Regions from separate parts of the Mus musculus genome. Here all the other regions are linked to region 3. Evidence: chromatin contacts called from public HiChIP or PLAC-seq data. All regions are on one chromosome and are shown on one strand. The core of a region is the stretch at or near the end of the contact, and the rest is flanking DNA. Distances in the headings are between cores, read along the strand shown.

Region 1 (2,830 bases), core at 4-2,503, 560 kb after region 3:
CCCAAACACCCCTCCCAGTTATCAGCTATATATTTCTCTGGTCATTATCTCACTAGATAGCATTTCCAACTATCCATCAATCATATTGGGCATCTCCTTCATCCTCAAGGGTATATCCAATTATTAGTAAAATATCAGCATAACATTCCCTCTAAATCTGGTTACATAGTTAGAACTTTGTGGTCATAATTTTGTTTCAAAATACCATGGAATCTCCAAAGTATTCTAACTAGTTTTCACCCATCTGCTCTCCTTCTCCTCCCTCCTGTTCTCTTAGCGAATCTGATCTTTTAGCTACATTTCTGACTGTGACTCTCTTATACACTGTGTCCTTTTATTTTCAGAATATAAACCAGCTATGCTATGGATTTGGGTTAGTTTTATAATTCTATTTCTTTCTAATATGCCAGCTGTGTCTCATGCCCTTTTCTTCTTCCTGTGTCCTCTCATTAATCTGAGTCTTTTTTCTCCTTTATACTGCTGGGTAATGAGTTTTATCAGCATCTCCCCTTCACACTACCTCTTGCTTGCTTATCCATCACATCTTGTCCTAATTTATGTCTCTTCAGTAGGACTTCTAACAAGCCAAATGGGATATTTCACTTGTACACTCTTCAATGTATGTTGAGAGTATTATAAGCATCTAGCACATGTGTAATATCTTATTGTTATTTTCTAGTCCCATTAACACAATATAAAGATTTTTATTGAATAAATAATTTCTACACAAACTGCTGTCTAAATTCTTTAAATTTATAATAGTAAAAAACATTTTCCCTAGATAATTTACAACTCTATATGTCTGATTGCAAGATAATTCATATCAAATAGCTTTATCAGTAGTAATTAAAATTATCACACACATATTCAGAGAATGTCAGACAAATGAATGCATAGATGAAGACGGTTATAGAGAAACAAAATCATGACACTCTGGAATCCTCCACCATGGAACTGTCGTTAAAAAATAAAAAGTGGACATCTTTAGCATCAAGACTAGAATAACAGAGGAGATACATTTTAAAAGTTAATGTCAATGTGTCCCTACTTGAAGAGGGCATATTGGCTGGTAATGTGCCTCTAAATGGGGCATAGTGGACATCTTAAGCCCTCTTGCTTTGGTCAACAGGTTCACAGATAGGTTTCTGAGATCAGGTCACAGAATAACAATGGGCATTCGAGAGTGTCACAGACCAAATACAACTCCACTTCCTCTTTGATTACCTCATCTACCATAATTTCCTTTCCAGGGACAGTGGTGAAGACCAATGCATGAACACTAGGGTAGACAAACCCTAACATCTGGTGCTCTCTCTCACACCCCTGCAGAGGAAAGGCCAAGTGCATTTCTAGGAAATAGCATTTTCTGAATTGTATTTCTGTCATGTATTACAGCCACATGTAACTCAAAGAAGCATGTGGTAAACAACTACCCACCTTCCTACTACCTTCTCACCAGTGCTAAGTATTTTCCTTTCTTTGAATCAATTATCTCTTACACTTCCTCCTTATTTCCTTCTCTCTTTAAAATTCTCTGTCTTTATACATGGCTGCTTACAGAAACATCCTTACCACACTCCACTTTCACTCTGAGCCAGTGAGGCTGTATTTTAGTTTCATGAAAAAAAAAATAGAGTCAAAAGAGGATATGATCACCACACAATGTTTTTGAATAAGATGAGTTTTTCTATTCTCTCCTAACTTCTAAATACTTTCAACCTGTAAGAAGGTGGCATCCACAGGCAAAGGAATTTTAAATATATACATGTATATGTATATGAATGCATGTGTATATATGTATATGTACATATACACATACATATATATAATCAGTAAAACCAGAGGAATTTCAGGGAGAAAAGTGGAGCCAAAGTTGCTGCACAGTCCTCAGAACATCTAACATTGCTGACACCTACACCTTAGACACTGAACACATCTAACTGTGAGACAAAGCCTGTCTATTTTTAAACCATTTGTTGACTAGCAGCCCTAGGAGGCTAATTCAGGCCAAATGTATTGTATGGCAAAAGAATTGCTTATGAGTTAGATGTGGTGAAGTTATTTCCTTGGCTTCAAAGCGGTTCAGTTTCATAAAGAAAACACAGTATACTTCCCCAGTGACTTAGCACATAGTTATCACAGGATGGATGCGTGTGGATTTTTATGGCTTCTCAGGATAATAATTTCCATAACATGTTGTCTCAATCTCTTTTCATGCACTGTCCTGTAATATGTGTTGTTTATTAGTCAAGTTCATCTCTGTACAATACATTTGGAGCAGGAAAAGGTCTGAGTCATGAAGGTAGGAAACAGGGCAGAATGAAAGAACAGAAACGGAGACAAGTGTTTTATGTGGGTTATAAAGGATGATTCTTATGTTCTTCCCAGAAAGCTACCACATGCGCATGTACAAAACGATGGCCTATTCTTCCACTGCCTAGCTCTCTAGGTGATGGAAATTGTTACCAATTGTGATCTAATTTTATTTTTTTGGAAACGTTTGAAACCTCATTTGCACGTAGTCTCACTAGAGTTCGGCAAAGTACCACATTCAAGTGCTTTGGATAATTCAGAGCTGAACAACAAATGACTACAGAGACTTCCTTTCTTGAGATTTCTCCAGCGCTAGAAGACCTTCAGTGCCTTCAGAAGCAGTTCACACTAAAAGGAAAGGGCCCTTTCCCTGACATTCATTCACTTGCAGGGAACATCAAAAAGGTGCTGTTTCCTCTGCAGAGAAAGTTTAACCTTCCAAGTGAGAGATGGAAAATGTGGGACTAGTGTCTAGCTGCATCTGATAATCACCACCCCAAGTAAACTTTCCTCAGCA
Region 2 (2,700 bases), core at 103-2,602, 540 kb after region 3:
ACCCAGAACAGACTGACCATTTCCCTCTAGTGTGGAGACTTTTAGGACTCTGTGTAATCTTCTCAATTTATTTCAAAGTTGGTGTTTTAAAGATATTTCCAGGATTATCCCATCACGGTTATTTGGATTGCTTTTGGCTGTTTTACAAATCCACAAAGGTGCTTGTGGTAGGAACTTTTCTCAAAGCTCTCACAATGAGAAATCGCTGGTACAGCCTCCATCCTCTACCCCATTGTGAGTATGGGAAGTTATTCAAAGGCTTTTAGGTTGGCTGTATGCCAAGAGAGGATGACTGTTACCTGTAATCAGATTCTTCAAGCTCATTTCAATCCCCCCTAAGGACCCTACAAATTGTCTTTCCAGGCAAATTTAGGAATGATTGTCTGGAGCCATTCTAAAAATCTTGCTAATTTACTGATCCACTCCTGTCCTGTTTAGTTTATTGTTTATTATTTTTATTAATAGCACTTAAATTCACCTTGAAACGCTGAAACTGAAGAATTTCCTTGCATCAGGTGAGTGAGTCTGTTGTTTTATCTGTGACAGATTGTCTTGGTTAATAATCAGAATGAGAAAATCCAGTACAGTGAATGGCACTATCCTTAGGCAGATGAGGAAGCCAGAGACTTAACCAGTAAGTAGTACTCCTCTATGGCTTCAGTTTCTACCCTGACTTTACTCAATTATGGACTATACCCTGGAAGTATAAATCAAACAAATATTTTCACCCACCCACTAAGTTTGTTTTTCTTAGACTGTCTTGTTACAGAAGGAGAAAAAACAAGCTTGCACAAGCTCCTAAACTTTTCTCAGAAACGTAAAGGTATCATTGGACGTAAAGACAATTTCCAATGAGCTTTTCAACCCTTTGATTATCATGAATCATTGACAAATTGAACAAAAAGAGCCAAGTGTGCTTTATATGTAAACAAAATATTGGAAGAGTGGATTATTACAGCTCTCTTAAAATAGAGTTTCCTGGAAGAGTTCTGTGGAACATATGTATATTTATCTCAACTCTCATTTGAAATCTGAACTCCCACATGATGTCAGTTTGCTTAGGTCATTTAAACTCTCAAGGCCTGTGCATGAGCATTTTTAGAGTGAGGGGCAGTTGAGGAGACCTCTGGTAAGTTCTGTGTTAGCTACAACATTCAGTGATTCTAGTCTTTTGGTATTAAAGACCATTTCTTTGGATTTTGTTTTTCTTTTACTGAAAGTTCCACCTTACCCTGCAAAGCTCCTCAGCCAGAATAGACTAGATTTAAATTTGTAGGCTTATAATATTTCAGAGTTCAAAGGCACTGTCAGGTCACAGAGCTCAACTCTATGGTGATACATAATACCTTCTCCAACACCTCCACCAAGTGGCCAAGCAGTCTGTATTCCACAGGTAGGAGCATGCCTGTTGGTACTCACCACATCCATTCTATGCCAAACAGCATTTGCTCTAAACCTCCCTATGACTTTGAGGTTCTTTCTCCAGTTTTTCCCAAAGCAGGTGTCTCTCTTGTTTCACAAGGACACCTAAATTCTACCTTTATGCTCAATTTACTGTTTTTTTTTTTTCTTTTTAAACAAAGCATTTCTTCAGTCATTTGAAAATGATCAATCCAAACCCTTAGCTCTAGAAAAGGTAACTCGGCTCTTTGGATCTTTGGAGCATCCTTGTTCTGAGAGTGTCCCTAGTTCTGATCACTGTCTTCGTAATTTGGCACAGATTACCAACTTCCATTTGACTGCCTCTCAGTAATCAGTTAAGTATCCAAGTAATTTGGGATGGCAAAATTTCAAAGCTGGCTTTCATCAAAAACAAAAGAATCTGATAGGAAACTGGTACAGAAGCTGACGAAAATATAGAACCGAAGCGATGCTAGGAACAGAACAGTCATTTCTGTTGGGTATCTTGAGCCCCAACTTCAGTGCATTGCCTTCAGTAATATACTAACTCTCCCCGCCTGTGATGTTTAAGTTACCTTTAGAAGATTGACATCTAAGGAATTTAAGGTTTTTTTTTTTCATGTTGAAAAGTAGTTAATCAATACCTCAAATGGAAGAAATATTTCAGACATACTGTATAAGAAATAAAGTTATGGAAGGACTGAAGGAGCTGAAGGGGACTGCAACCCTATAGGGGGAAAAAAACAGTATCAACTAACTGGTCTCTCCAGGGACCAAGCCAAGCAAAGAGTATACATGGGTAAGTCCATGGCTCCCACTACATATGTAGGAGAGGATTGCCTTATCTGGCATCAACAGGAGCAGAGATGCTTGGTCTTCTGGAGGCCTGTTGTACCATCGAAGGAGGGTGCTAAAGAGGTGAGGCAGGATTGGGTAGGTGGGTGGGAGAGTACCCTATTAGAGGCAAAGGAAAGTGAAGATGGAATGAGATGTTTACAGAGAGGAAACTGGGAATGAGCACGTTTGAAAAATAATAATAAGTAAGTAAACTAAAAAAACACTCTCTTTCTACAAATAAATGGAAAGCATTAAAAAATCTGGCTCCCTAATTACTTTTCAAGAGAAACTACTTTTGAAATTTCTTTAGAGAGCAGATTTCCAGACTGAGACTACTAGACAGAAATACCACCGAATGGCAGAGTGTTTTCATGTCCCTCTGTAGGAGTATAGATGAGTCTTCTGTGCTTTACTCTTTTTCCTATGGTAGTTCATCCAGCTGACAAGGGTCCTTAGAAAGTG
Region 3 (2,700 bases), core at 144-2,643:
ATAAGTCAGAAATCAGAAGTGAGCTGGTCACCTTGAGGTCCATATTTTGCTTGCTTTCTCTATGATAGTTAGAGTTTCATCGTCACTTTATTTTGTCCTTTTAACTCTGTCCTGGCCCTGTTCTCCCTTGTAAGGTGTTACTTTCATTTCTGTCTAAAGAGAAACTGAACCCACCTGTTAACTGCTGGCCTTTTCTTTAGGGACTGACCTTATGCCCTATAAGAGGGCCAGGGAACTAAAATGGACATAACACAGTAGAGTCTACTTCATAGATTCAAAGGCTGGGATGCTAGGAAGTCCAGGACAGAGTCCAGGAGAGAATAGAGAATATACAGAGTGCTCTTCTTTTCCAGCATCCCAAATGGCACCTTGGTCTTCTTGGAGTCAACTCCCCCATCATTAAAATGGCCACAACAATGTCCACTAATCTGGTTCTCATGGTGGCTGAAGCATGAGATGTCTATTGCTCAGAGCACAACAGAGTTGTTAGATAACATTTAGAATCTTTACTATAGTTTAGATGTGAGACGTTTAAAAAGATCTCTGCTATGTGCTCTTAATCTCTATAATGGTCAACAGCCACCACTGAGAGCTAATTAGGTAGGACCTTGTTTCTGGCCTAGTGAGGGACATCTTCCTAGGCTAAGAAGCATCTGTGAAGTACCTTGAGATCTGGTCCTGGAGGCTGCTTGTCCTGTTGCTAGCCAAGCAATCCTATGGGTCAGAGTCACAGCATAATATAGCTATTAGACAATTTTCTTTTTCTTTTTTCCCCCATCCAGAGAATAATAAGCTCTCAAGTTCCTCCACCTCTAGCACAAGACTACACAGGGATATCTATAGCCTACAGAACTCACTGAGAACCCCATATCTGAGACTCAGGGAAGGAGCCAAGCTCAAGGCTTAGCTTGGTTGGCCAGTCAAGATTTTCAGGTGATCAGTGAGCTTTCTCTGTCTCATTTGTGGTCCATTGTAAATGATCTAGAACTGTTTCTGAGTGTGTAGAGGGTGGCTTACTCTGAGAACACTTTTGCCGGTAGGCTAATAGCTTCCAATGAGAGGTCCTTGAGAGTAGGATCCCTTGTGCTTCTGCCCTGGCCATGGAACTTCAGAGGTCCTGGACCTGTGAGCAAGAACACTGTTGTTTTGTTTTGTTTTTACTCCTAGCACAGGCATGAACTCCTGCACTTGATTCTAGTCCCGCAGAACTTGTATTGCTGGTGTTTGTGAGTGGCTGCTTTCTAGAAAGCAATATCTTTACCCTTGCCCTCTTAGAGGTATACGGGGAGAGAGAATCAGAACTCCAGTTTACATGCAGCTAGAGTTCTGAGGTAAAGTGACTCACTTAGGGCCACCCAGAAAAGAGCAGTTTGGCTGTCCTCCCAGGCCCTCTCCCTCTGATCATCCAAATATGGTAACACATGGTGACACAGAGCCACATGCTCCTCCTGGGTCTTCTGAGGCAGAGAGCTTCCAGGGACACTTTGGAATGAAGGAAATAGAATCCAAGAGACCTCTTTCAGAGACCGCCAAGCAAATCTTCTCAAGAATCCTGGCAGAATGTTGTCATTCTCTCTCTGAAAGGGGTGGCTCTTGGGATACTGTCCAGGTCACTGTGAACACATAGCAGAAGAAATGTCCTCCCAGCCTGCAGGGACCACCTTTTTCCAGGCCTTCCTCTGCTGGAAGCCTTCTTTACTCAACGCTTTCCCCTTTGATAGTCACCTCGACTGACCTTGAAGCCTCCTTCAGTTTTCTCTATACACAGAAACAGAATGTCAGTCTTTTTTTTTTTCTTTTTTCAAGAGTGACATAGAGCATCAATGGGAGGGGAGGTCCTTAGTCCTGTAAAGGTTCGATGCCCCAGCGTAGGGGAATGCTAAGGTAGTGAGGCAGGAGTGGGTGGGTGGGTGGGGGGATCACCCTCATAGAAGCAGGGGAGATGGGGGAATGAGATAGGAGGTTTGCAGAGGGGAAGCTGGGGAGGGGATAAAAATTGAAATGTAAATACATAAAATAACCAATAAAAAAAGAGTGACATATAATCACTAAAGAATATTCAAATAAGCAAAATTAGCCTCCTTTCTTTTCTACTTTTTTCTCCTTGCTTCCCTTCTTCCTTCTTTCCTCATTTCCCCCTCACCTCCCTACCCTTTCCTCCCTCCTTTTAAACTTTTGTCTTTATTTTCTTCTTCCTCTCCCTTCTCCTTTCCTTCCCTCTCTTTCTTCTTCCTTCCTTTTTCCTTTCCTCTTTCTTTAAAAAGTCTTGTTAAATATTTTACATATTTATGCAAATGTGCATTTATTTAAATAGCACCTGGACACCTGCTCTTGGTTCACCACCAGCTTGGTTCTGGTGATCGACACGATGACACAAGATGGATGAGGCTCTGCTCGGCTGAGCATGTGGCCAGTGGCGGACACAGATCCGAGTCAAATTTCAGATGAAACATAAGGAGATAACTAACTTGGGTTTAAGAAGAACAAAGATAAGCAATGAAGGGAAAGAGAATTAAAGCAGAACACATCCACTTGGCATGGGCTTCAACTGAGTCTCTTTCTGGGGACAGGATAGTCAAGCCAAGGTTTGAAGGAGCTGGCAATGCAGGGAAAGGGGAGGTGGGCCCACAGGTTTGAGAGACACCAGGCTTTTATTTTAAAATCACTGTGGCTTCTGAGTGGAGAATGGTCTAAAGAAGG
Region 4 (2,720 bases), core at 70-2,569, 520 kb after region 3:
CTTATGCAATATTGGGAACAGGACGTAGGGCTTCATGCACCTAGACAAATATGCTTATCAATTGAGTGGCTTCCAACCCTGGCCTTAATTTTCATTATATTAAGTATGGCACTTAATCTTAACATCTCCATATATGTATGCTCTATTTTAGTCTTAACTACTTTCCCCTCCCATTACACTTCATTACTCCCTTACCTTATTTCTACTTCCACATCTCTGACAGCACCTCCTCCTTTATATTACCATGGCCCTTTTCCTCTCCCAGAGGCTACACATGGGAAGAACCACGTGATACGTCTATTTTATGGACTTCCTATCTCACTTAACATAATGATCTCCATTCCTAAAAATGATAGGGCTTCGTTATCCTCAGCAGCTGAGCAAAGCTTTATTGGGCATATGCACCATGTTTTCTGTATCAGTTCATCTGCAAGTGGGTAACTGGGCAGATTCTACAGATCTGATGTAGATAGTGCATAAAGACACATGGGCATGAAGATATCCTTATAGGAAGTTCATATTACTTTTTGAGTATATTCTTTTGAGAACTATGGATATTTTCTTTTTTATTGTTTTAAGAACCTCCATATTAATTTTCATTGTCAGCTATACATTTTAAGATGATGAAAATGGCTATAGTTGGATAAAGGTGATAATTCAAACTTGTGAATATAGTAAAAATAACTATAAATTAATTAACTGTAAAAGTAAATGATTTCTATTGCAAGGGTGAACTTTACAGTGTGTGAGGCTGTGGATACAGCTCAAGATATGGCTATGGCTGTGGATATGGCTCTGGCTATGGCTGTGGATATGGCTCTGGCTCTGGCTGTGGATATGGCTCTGGCTCTGGCTGTGGATACGGCTTTATTACTACTGAAATTTGATGAATAAATCAGTTTTGTTTTGTTTTAGATCAGACTTTCTCAGAAATATTATAGGCAGTCACAAACATTTTGGATTTAATCTTCTGTTTTCTCACAAGCTGCAGACCACAATTATTGCTCCTTATCCAGTGGCTGGCTTTTCTAGAAGGAAGAACTAGATAATTATTGGCAAATTTGCCAGATGGGTGAATTCACAAATTATGGAAGATATTCTTTTGGGTTTTGAGCCTTAAGAAATGAATGATAAGTATATTTATCTCTGTGGGCTACATTTCCATTTCAGCCAGCAGTGTAGCTTAAATTCAAGTGATTTGGCTATGATACAAATAGCATACATTATATGCAAATTTCCCAAGCATATGAACACAATCACATTCACAGTTGGAAGAAAGTGAAACAAAAATCTATATTTAACCACACAGTCACTTATGCTAAAAATACCATCTTTCAAGACACATCTCATTTTTCCAGTGGTTGGAAAATAAACTTCATAGTATGCTCTCCGTGGCACTGATGATCAATTGTAAAATTATGGCATAAAATTTTAATCTGCTATTTTCCCCCTCTGAGCAATTGATTTTTTTTTTCAAAGCAGTGAAACTGTGGCTTTCTCCCATTTCCAGGCCTTTGAGCTAGTGATTATTCTAAACACCTGTTTTGCTCTCAAAATAAAAGGATTCCAAAATATGTATGGTGATGCATGACTACTTGCTATTTAGTACTTGTGTATGTTGGGGACATATCCACTCAGATGAAACCTGGGAAATGCATTTGTTTTTCTTGTTCAGCCTCCATTACTACTGCTCTCCCCTTGAGATACTTCAAAGCTCATCTGCTAATAAAACTCAGTTTTGACAAGGGGGGGGGGAGTAAAGTACTGAGCTTTTAAATCTTAATATTCCCAACACCCGTTTTCCTTTATCCTCCTCTGGCGATAGAAGCCATCAAAACAAGTTTATGGTTTATAAAGACACCTCCATGCTGCCTTTAAAAAAATGATGCTGTATCTGTGATTTAGGATGTTCTTCGACTGAAGAGGGGACCCCAGAATACTCTTTATATAAATGCTGGATGGCAGTACCTTTAGAAGCCTTTGACAGTATGGCAGGTGGTAGGGTGGGGATGGAAGACTTAAAGTATATTAGCATATTAAAGTCCTAAGGTATATAAGAACACCACTTTTTCATGTTTAGAAAAGTGACTAATAGGTTAAAAAAATCGAAAGTATGATCTTGGCACCAGAACCTAATGGAGATACTAAAGTTTATGTTTCTCACTGTATCTGTCCATTAATATACAAAATATATCTTCAGGATCTATATGACTCTCAATTTCATTTGACATTTTTTTTTTTTGAAGTTGGAAATGTTTTCTCTTCAGGTATTTTTTTTTTTCTGGATAATTTAGTCTACTCTCCTAGCCTTAGAAATGTATGTACCACAATATTTTAGACATGATTCGGGCTAATTACTTCTTGTTATTGGTGAAATACAATTCTTGTTCTCAGTAATTTCACACAAAAAAGTGTTCTTGTCATTGTCACGATCATTGTCATCATCATTGTCATTGTCATCACCATCATCATCTGCCATGGGTTGGGCACTTTCTTTCAAAGAATAGTGTAGGTATTCCAGCTCCTTATGTATTTTGGTTCAAGTACATAGCTATAAAATGACTCTCCCATGCTGCTTCTTAGTGAAAATGAATCTGGAAATACCGCTCTCTTGTCCCTGATAAAGGGTAAATGGAAACTAAAAATGGAGCAAACTCTTGCATTGATCCTTTTCAGTCTCCAACAGTCAACTTCATTCCTCCTGTTTAACATAAAATATG
Region 5 (2,700 bases), core at 4-2,503, 720 kb before region 3:
TCTGGTCCCCCACTGAACTGGATCCAGAATCTAAGCACAATGCTATGCAAATACTTGAATCCCTAAAGCTTTCAAATCTCTCAACAAAAGATCTTTGGAATGAGTAAGACAAAATTAGGGTCTTAGACATGCCAATAAATTAGTAGTAGACTCAAAATAAGTCCTTGTCAAAGACCCAACACCGTCCATTTGGACAACATCCTGAGATAAACTCTACTGTCCCAAGATACCAGAGCTGTTAGGTGCTGTGGAGTATTCTATGGTAAAAGAACAAGCACTGGCTGGATGGTGGTGGCCCACGCCTTTAATCCCAGCACTCGGGAGGCAGAGGCAGGCAGATTTCTGAGTTCAAGGCCAGCCTGGGCTACAAAGTGAGTTCCAGGACAGCCAGGGCTATACAGAGAAACCCTGTCTCAAAAAAAACAAAAAAACAAAAAAACAAAACAAAACAAAACGAAAAACAAGCACTACTTTCAGACTCCTGATCCTTCAGGGAAGGCAGACAATTACACAACACCAAGACTGAGTAGATACAGGAGGCAGGAAGAGAGCAGATGATCACCAGAAGAGACCCCTGGTCCTCTGGCTTCCTAACCTATTCACCACCAATTTCTAAACTTGACTATACAAAAATTATAATAATCAACTAAGAAATATTAAAACCTAACCAAACAGCTCTGCAGATGAGACCAGGATATTGTGTGTGTGTGTGTGTGTGTGTGTGTGTGTGTGTGTGTGTGTGTGTGTGTGTTTCCACTCTGCTTTATGCGATCCTAATACAAAGCAAGTGTTAGGGTGAAAACCTGCCATTCTACTGTTCTCAGACCTGATTCTAGCAGGGGTGGGGCACGTTTTATACAAGGCATTCTCCATCCACAACCATTATGTAACTTAGTTCACGTGTCAGCCCTGTAAAATAGAAAATAACAAGAGCGAGGTATTTAGTCCATTTAATAAGTAGACAAAACCTGAACCCTAGGGAGGTAAAGTCGCAAGCCCATACTGAAAGCTCTTGGCCACGTGTCTTGTGACTTGCCCTATGTTGGTTGGAGTGGGCATGCACGTATCTGGAGCAGGATGAAAGGCAAGGACAAGCTTTGCTCTGTGCTTTCTGCTCCTCTCTGGCCTAACGGGTGGGAAGGACTTCACTAACAGGTGTTGGCCTGTTGGAATATCCCTGTTTAGGGATATGACAGTCATGAGCCCTCTGAGGTTCGGCACCTGAGAAAGAGGAAGTAGGAGCAGAGCGTGAATCAGAAGTCATGTGACCAGATACCCTTGAGCAAACTCTGTGAGAAAAGGAAGGCTGCAAATAGCTCAAGCCTTTAAGAATTTTCCTCAAAATCAATCAGGAGTCACATTCTGATCAGAAGGGCAGATAGCAGGTCGTGAGGACTGCGACATTCTGGGGTTTCATTTCTTCTCCATGCAGCCACCACAAGCTGTGTTGGACTGGTGTGAATGGGGCCCCCCTTTTACCTGAGTTTGCTTAAAAAGCAAACACGGAAACATTTGCTAAGCTCCCTTCTCTCCTGTCTCTCAAAGCAGCCCAGGAAGTAAGGTTGGCTAAAAGAGGCCTCCAGCAAACATAAACATAGACAGGAAGGCGTTCAGAGTGGGGGATGGGGAAAAAGGCCTTTCTTCCTTTCTTGAAAGAAAGAAAGAAAGAAAGAAAGAAAGAGAGAGAGAGAAAGAGAGAGAGAGAGAGAGAGAGAGAAAGAAAGAAAGAAAGGAAGGAAGGAAGGAAGGAAGGAAGGAAGAAAGAAAGAAAGAAAGAAAGAAAGAAAGAAAGAAAGAAAGAAAGAAAGAAAGAAAGAAAGAAAGAAAGGGAGGAAGGGAGGAAGGAAGGGAGGAAGGAAGGAAGGAAGAAAATCTCATCACTGTTTTTCTCCCATGCTGTACCTCAGAAATAAACTTATCTACTTGGGAATATGTCCTATGTATATTTCATTCCACTCTTGGCAGAAATAATTTTCGGTTCTCAGAATCGAGCAAGGCAGCGAATGGTGAGGGGAGGGCTGGTTGCCTCCTGCTGTGAGGAATGACACACAGAGTGGGGTACACAGGAGGGCTGACATTACACAATCCGCACATCAGCATTTCTGCTGCAGGCAGAAAGCTACTCCTGAGGGACACATGTTCTAAACTAGCAGAAAATAAATGCTGCTTTGAAATTAACCATCTCAGCCTATGACTTTTCCTGGTGAAACAGCCTCTCTGGGGTTATTTTTCAGGGTGATGTGTATGGGCACATACAGGCTACTGCATAAAGGGATTGATTTCAAAAGGTGCTGGGTCCTCATTTTCATAAATAAATAAACTCTCACTGGCCATCGGAATACGATTATATTTGGAACAAAACTCCTAAATATAGAGCCATTATCTGAAGTCACACGACCGACACCAGTCTTAAAACTTCATGTTGTCAGTTGGAAAAAGGCAAGTTTCTGGATCGAAATAGGGTTGGGAATGTGTGGCTTCTCAGCAAATATCATGGCCTCCTTTTGCTGTTTCAGGCAAGTGGGGCCAAATGACTTTCTCTGTATTAGGCAAACAAGTCTCAGTTACACACACACACACACACACACACACACACACACACACACACTCACTCACACTCATACAAAATCTTTCTCCCAGCAACTGCAACTGTTCTTGGACAAGACAAAGTGCTATTCTCAGGAGAAAAAAACAAACAAA

The links. HiChIP or PLAC-seq counts read pairs in DNA pulled down with a chosen protein or histone mark.
Region 1: a BATF HiChIP or PLAC-seq map of CD8 T cells shows a contact between it and region 3, with 17 read pairs. The contact joins two enhancer-like sites. A contact is called at or near these places in 1 of 484 Hi-C or Micro-C datasets (embryonic stem cells) and 1 of 115 datasets of contacts at active chromatin or transcription factors (CD8 T cells).
Region 2: a BATF HiChIP or PLAC-seq map of CD8 T cells shows a contact between it and region 3, with 9 read pairs. The contact joins two enhancer-like sites. A contact is called at or near these places in 1 of 39 promoter capture datasets (3T3-L1-derived adipocytes), 9 of 484 Hi-C or Micro-C datasets (B cells, CD4 T cells, CD8 T cells and 6 more) and 2 of 115 datasets of contacts at active chromatin or transcription factors (CD8 T cells and large pre-B cells).
Region 4: a BATF HiChIP or PLAC-seq map of CD8 T cells shows a contact between it and region 3, with 5 read pairs. The contact joins two enhancer-like sites. A contact is called at or near these places in 1 of 39 promoter capture datasets (3T3-L1-derived adipocytes), 5 of 484 Hi-C or Micro-C datasets (CD8 T cells, Th1 cells, brown adipocytes and 2 more) and 1 of 115 datasets of contacts at active chromatin or transcription factors (CD8 T cells).
Region 5: a contact with region 3 is called in a BATF HiChIP or PLAC-seq map of CD8 T cells, with 6 read pairs. The contact joins two enhancer-like sites. A contact is called at or near these places in 1 of 484 Hi-C or Micro-C datasets (B cells) and 2 of 115 datasets of contacts at active chromatin or transcription factors (CD8 T cells and pancreatic cancer cells).

The regions. Positions count from the first base shown.
Region 1 is chr15:62,822,793-62,825,622 of GRCm38.p6, forward strand. No RefSeq gene overlaps it. Among named protein-coding and RNA genes, the nearest start is that of Gm22521, 31 kb to the left of the region's middle. Within about 2 kb of position 1,254, at least 41 of the 459 cell types and tissues checked have an H3K27ac peak or open chromatin away from gene starts, as enhancers often do. A contact at or near this core is called in CD8 T cells, where this site is marked.
Region 2 is chr15:62,801,614-62,804,313 of GRCm38.p6, forward strand. No RefSeq gene overlaps it. Among named protein-coding and RNA genes, the nearest start is that of Gm22521, 9.8 kb to the left of the region's middle. Within about 2 kb of position 1,353, at least 12 of the 459 cell types and tissues checked have an H3K27ac peak or open chromatin away from gene starts, as enhancers often do. A contact at or near this core is called in CD8 T cells and the CH12 cell line, where this site is marked.
Region 3 is chr15:62,260,303-62,263,002 of GRCm38.p6, forward strand. No RefSeq gene overlaps it. Among named protein-coding and RNA genes, the nearest start is that of Pvt1, 220 kb to the left of the region's middle. Within about 2 kb of position 1,394, at least 79 of the 459 cell types and tissues checked have an H3K27ac peak or open chromatin away from gene starts, as enhancers often do. A contact at or near this core is called in CD8 T cells, the CH12 cell line and Th1 cells, where this site is marked.
Region 4 is chr15:62,779,657-62,782,376 of GRCm38.p6, forward strand. No RefSeq gene overlaps it. Among named protein-coding and RNA genes, the nearest start is that of Gm22521, 12 kb to the right of the region's middle. Within about 2 kb of position 1,320, at least 12 of the 459 cell types and tissues checked have an H3K27ac peak or open chromatin away from gene starts, as enhancers often do. A contact at or near this core is called in CD8 T cells and Th1 cells, where this site is marked.
Region 5 is chr15:61,539,783-61,542,482 of GRCm38.p6, forward strand. No RefSeq gene overlaps it. Among named protein-coding and RNA genes, the nearest start is that of Gm24696, 180 kb to the left of the region's middle. Within about 2 kb of position 1,254, at least 70 of the 459 cell types and tissues checked have an H3K27ac peak or open chromatin away from gene starts, as enhancers often do. A contact at or near this core is called in CD8 T cells, where this site is marked.